2 separate regions of the Rattus norvegicus genome follow, and region 2 is linked to region 1. The links are chromatin contacts, called in public Hi-C maps. All regions are on one chromosome and are shown on one strand. Each heading gives the region's core, a stretch centred on a gene start, on an enhancer-like site or on the middle of the called end of the contact. The rest is flanking DNA. Distances are from core to core; before and after follow the strand shown. Region 1 has its middle 23 kb from the start of Hhat. Region 2 holds the start of Sertad4 (SERTA domain containing 4).

Evidence for each region. Hi-C and Micro-C count contacts between places; a contact is called where the count stands out from the background.
Region 2: a contact with region 1 is called in a Hi-C map of the A7r5 cell line, with 2.7 times the contacts expected there. The contact joins the promoter of Sertad4 here to the enhancer-like site in region 1. A contact is called at or near these places in 6 of 12 Hi-C or Micro-C datasets (the A7r5 cell line, the Rat2 cell line, kidney and 3 more).

Annotation. Positions count from the first base shown.
Region 1 is chr13:106,833,276-106,835,975 of GRCr8, forward strand. No RefSeq gene overlaps it. Among named protein-coding and RNA genes, the nearest start is that of Hhat, 23 kb to the left of the region's middle. Within about 2 kb of position 1,251, at least 22 of the 93 cell types and tissues checked have an H3K27ac peak or open chromatin away from gene starts, as enhancers often do. A contact at or near this core is called in the A7r5 cell line, where this site is marked.
Region 2 is chr13:106,897,969-106,900,668 of GRCr8, forward strand. Sertad4 (SERTA domain containing 4) reads right to left here and starts at 1,290. Exons shown (of 4, transcript NM_001108351.1): 1 at 1,116-1,290. It overlaps LOC108352599 (a long non-coding RNA gene), which reads left to right and starts at 112. Exons shown (of 2, transcript XR_001840978.3): 1 at 112-729; 2 at 2,245-2,700.

The sequences.
Region 1 (2,700 bases), core at 1-2,500:
TAAGCCCAGACACTTGTTCTCGGATTTTCAGTGAATTGCATATTTATTTATAATGTAATCTAACCGAAAGAGGATTTGAAGCCATAACAACTTTTTATTAATGATAATATCAAATACGTGACTTATTCCTAAAGTCTCCTGAAAAGAACAAAGCTGTCGGGATATCGAGGTGTCTGTTGGAAGGGCTGTTTTATTTCTTTTGCATGTGCTGGGAATGGACAAACACAAATCTTGATGTAGGACGTTCATATTGATTCTATCTATGGGAAAAAAACAAAGCAGTGGAAGACCACGCATTTCAACGTTATTGTTGATGGCATGGATCTGCTTACCAGCTGCTGACTGATTTTCCGTAGCAAGGAGACGGTGGCCAGCTCATAAACTAGGTTTCTGCAAGCATTCTGATGAGTAAAAACTATTCAAAGAAAAGGAGTTTTGAAAGGTTAAATTTTGTTCGTGAGTAACAACCATCTGAAGACCATTGACAGTTGAACATCACTAACCTGACACTACGTAAGTGCACAGCTACGCGTATTCTCAGCCAGGCAGAACAACTTAACAAAAGAAGTGGGGTTGGGGATTTAGCTCAGTGGTAGAGCACTTGCCTAGGAAGCGCAAGGCCCTGGGTTCGGTCCCCAGCTCCGAAAGAAGCACAGCAGAAGTGTGACTATAGTCTGTCTCTATGGCGAGTGGGAGGGACCATTTGTGTAACTGTGTCTAACCAGACCAGCCTGTTCTGGGCAGAGCATTCTTCTGCAGGTCTCAAAGCTAGCCAGATCAACACCTTTGGAAAAGGCCTTGTTGTAAATCTCTCAAATCTTCTCTGACTTGAGCTAAGCTGCTGGAAGGCAGGGGGTTGGGGGGAAGTGATCTTCTAGAATGTTCTTGGGAACTTTTTACTTTGAAGATTTTGAAGACAGATAAAGTTCTCCAAAAGCCTCCTCACCTGATAAGATTTCTTTGTTTTGTTTAGCGCAGGTCAGGGCCATTAGGAATTATTCCAAAAGGGGGCTAGCATTACCAGAATTCCAGATGAGGGCCAGTTGCTCTAGAGGCTTGGGGGAAGGGCCACTATGAATCAGACCATCTAGGCCAGACAGAGCCCTTCCCCAAGCGACCACAGACAAGTCCAAGGGACACGCCGTCTGTTTCCAAGCTTACAAAGCCATCCAGGAGGGTCTGGGCAGAAGAGGCCAAGAGGGAATTGGGTTTCATGAGCTCTTGGCAGCCACAGTGCTGGCTGTTAGGGGTAGACTGAACCACTAACAGGAACCAGCCAGCTCCTTGTGAGGCGTGAGACTGGGATTAGGCCCAAATGCTGGGAATCTGAACTGTAGCAGCCAGCCGGGTGGCTGGAACCCAGGCGAGGCCCACCTCGGTGCCAAAGATAGGACAGAAGGGCCTAAGCAGACAGCCCGGCTACCCATGTGCCTGGCAACCAGCTGAGAGGCTGTGCTCACAGTTTCTCAGACAAAGGGGAGCAATAAGGGGGCTCCCGGCCCTCACAGCCCATTCTAGGTTACAAATGGCCACGTATCCGTGGGCAATGATAGGTTTAGAAAATCCTGATTTTAAAGCTGAGCATGGAGTTCGTACCTGTAATTCCAGCACTCAGGGACACTTGTCAGGGGGGATTGTGAATTTGAAGCTAGCCTAGGCTAAATAGTGAGACCCTATCTCAAAACAAAGTGGGGAAAACCCACAGATTTTGGGATGGCCATCTGGGGTAGGGCCATTCACGGAAAAAGTGTGCTTGTAACTTCTTGGCACACCACCACTAAAGCCCCCAATTCATGAATCTCTGAGGCCACGCAAGCAAGCTTAATTCTATATTATTAATTCAGTTCAGCTAAACAACAAATGCTCTTAAGAACTCTGGAAACATGAGAGGAAGCAGTGTTAACCTCATCTACCTCCACACGCACCCCGTGGCTTTGCTTCTGTGTCTTTCTTTGGACCAGGCCCAAAAGATGCTGAGGAAAGTTTTCTCACGGAAAAACAAGTTCAGGTCCAGGGTCATCATGCCAGCTACAAATGTAAGATGACAACAATGGTCTCACCCACTTTCCAAAAGCCTGACAGCAGGTATCCAGAAGCTGATCCAGGTCCTGACAGAAAAGAAAAGACCTCTGACATCTGGAACCAGTTTCTGCCACGTCACATAACCCCCTGGAAGATTAGCCAAACTCGCTTTCAGCTTACGGCTCGCAGCTGTTTGGAATTGCCCGCTGCCGCTCTGCCGAGAGGCAGTCTCTCTGGGCGCGCAGTACAGTAAACACTCGAACCTCTCTGCCAGCACTGGCATCCGACAGTGGTAAGATTTGCAACGTGGTGAATTGCTATTTTATTCAATAAACGGAACTTACAATAGAAAAGAGATTTGGAAGTTGTTTCAAACTTGTTTATGCTGTTACAGTGGGCTGGGAAAGGCTTTTGTGCATCAGTTTTTGAAGGAATCCCTGCCTGGAAGGAGCAGGCGGAATTTCTGATGGTAGCCTGTTTCAAAGTGTTCACAGTATGTCCTGACAGACACAGAGACCTGGATATTCTCTAGAACTGCTTTACTTGGGCCTGGCGACAGATACCTGCCACTTGAGAAAGGATCATGAGTTCAAGGCCAGCCTGAGGTGTAAACTGAGACCTCGTCTTAATTTTATAAAAGACCTCTTTGAGCAGGAGAGATTGGACAGTGATTAAGAT
Region 2 (2,700 bases), core at 40-2,539, 65 kb after region 1:
TCTGTTAACAGGAAAAACAGTCACAACGATGTAACTGCAGAGACTCTGTTTTAAGATCAGAAACGAGTGGATTAGAACCGAGAGTTACCGTACTAACTTGTAGCCCTCAGGATGCTGTGGGGCTGCTTGGTCACTGAGGTAATGCTGTAGAGGGCCCCTCCAGCACCCTCTCAAGGCTGAAGGCTGAGTGTGAGTGTTCCCACCAAGGGCTCTTCCTGCATGCATTTTTATACAATTTGGTTTTCCCGGATGAAGCCATTACAGTGCTAAAAAGCGGTGGCCGCCATGGCTCAGGGTGCCAGGAATCTAACAGGGGCTTCGGAACATAAAGCAGCATGACGGAAGAAGGATGATCCTTCTTCCTCCTGACACCGGGAATTACAGAGCGTTTTATATAAGGCGCCTCTAGGCTGCTGGAAGACAGAGTCCAACCCTGGACAGCATGGGGTGACCTCTGCAATCCAGAGAACTGCAGTGCTCTGTCCTGGGGAGCCGAGTGACTTCCCCACCCACGGACTTCATGCGGTCCCAGACAGAATCTCAACAGTTTGGCTGGTTCAACCAATGGTGGAAGGTGGGGCTGGGTGATTAGAACAAAAAACCTTCAACCTCCCAAACCTGACAGTTGTTGCTTTTTGCAGGCCCCTGTGGTGCTCCGGGAAGTGCAATGACCAGCTGCGATCCCAGGAGGTTAAGGGTTCTCTGTCTGTGTTGGGCTTGGGAATGCAGGTGTGTGTGTGTGTGGGGGGGGGGACTAAGTCGGTCAGAGGTTCCCCGCTGGGAGCTTTGGGGTCAGCTTTCACGGCCCAGGCCCAAGGTGGGGTGTAGGGATGTGATGGTTCCCTTATCCAGGGTCTCACACAGATGAACCCTGGAGACTGGTGTCACTGCCCTTAAGCCCTTTTCCTGGACCAAGGGCACTGTCCGGCCAGCCGCTGGCCGCAGGGAAAAGTAAACAGCCCAAGTGTCTGGGAACAAAGGCAAGTTGTCTTCCAAGGTGCTGGAACCCAGTGCCTCTCCTGAAGAATAAGGGCTATCATTATTCGCTTTCTAAAAACCAAGTTTCCTTCTATGGGAAACACACGCCAAGGTGGGATTCCAAGGCTATGACTCACAGCGGCTGGCAGGGCCACACTCCAGCCCGCAGCTGCCCTGGTCCTTCGCCGAGCTGCTGCCGCCCGCGCTGTGCGCGCCGCTAGAGCTAGGGTGGACCTTGGTGCCCCGCTCCTGATGTGGGGCGCTCGGGAAAGTTGCGGGGCCGAGGAGGCTGGTAAAGGCGGGGGCGTGGGCCTGGCAGCCAGCGGGGAGGTGAGCCGAGGACAGCGCCGCCCGCAGCCCGGAGCAGGGGCAGGCGCGGAGGTGGCGGGGGACACAAGGTGTCAGCTCCAGCAGTGGCGCCTTGTTCCGCGGATCCCGCATCCCTGCGCCCCACAGGCCCTCTCCTCCCTATCCTCTTGGCCCCAGGCGGACCCTCATTGCTACCCGGGGACACCGGACTCGGCCCCACGGGGTCTTCGCCCACCGCCCGGGTCGCCTCGTGCGCGCCGCGGCTCCCCGGAAGGGCGCGCGGCCACGGAGAGCGCGCGCCGCCCCCGCGCCTCGCTGTGTCCAGCTGTGCCCTGGCCCCACGCGCGACCCTCCCCGCCCCCGCGCGCCCCAGGGTCACGGCTCTTACCGCGCGCCCTGCGCTCCAGCCGCCGCCGTCCTCCGCGCGGCCGCCGCTGCCCACGCGCCTCCCGGGCCCTGTCGGCGTGGCCCGGTGCGCGGCGGCCGAGGTCCCCGCAGGTCCCGCCGCCGCCGCAGACGGTTATGGAAATGAGCCGCTGTGTCTGGCGAGGAGCGCGAGAAACCCGTCAATCCTGTTTGCCATTTCCCCGCGGATTTCCGAGCCTGGCTCTGCTGGATGCCCCCGGGGCGAGAGGGAACCTGACAAGCGCGCTCCCCGCCTCCCTCCGCTCTGCCAGATCGCGGGGCGCCGCGCCCCCGCCCGCCCTGCCTCCGCCCCCGCTCCGCCTCCGCCCTCGGGGCCGCGCGGGCCGCTCCCGCCCGCAGCCCGGACCCCACGCGCGCAGCCCGCCCGTGGCAGGGGCTGCAACGCACGAAGCGTTCACCGCAACCTGCCCAGACGCCTTGTCCATTTTTTTAAAATTTGCTTTAGTTTTCTTTTTGTGTGTGCGTGTGATTTAAAAAAAAAATCTGTGCCTTTCCCACCCCTTGCTAAAGACTTTCTTCCCCTCTGTACAGCACACGGAGATGAGAAACAGATGTCGGAGCTGGACTGAGCTTTTGCGCTCCCCCGCCCGCCCGGTCCTTTCCCCAGCAGCCAGGGTGTAACAAGGCAGCACTCATCCTGTGGCCACGTGAACTGGCAGCTACTGGGTGCCGATCCCCGTGGGGAAAAGCTACAAGAAAAACAAACAAACAAAATAACTAATAAAGAAGCTTGCCCTTGCTGGAAAGGCTGTGACAGGAGCTCAAGTCACTTTAGTTTGCAGACAGTGATCCGCGCCCCCCCTTCCTGTAGTGGATTCAATAGGAGTTGTTTTTTGTTGTTTTGTTTTTGAGACCCGGTCTCACTGTGTAGACCAGGCTGGCCTTGAACTTACAGAGAACCGCTTGCCTCTGTCTACCAAGCGCTACTATTAAAGGCAAGTGCCACCAAGCATGGCCGGGTTTTTCTTTAAAACAAAACAAACAAAC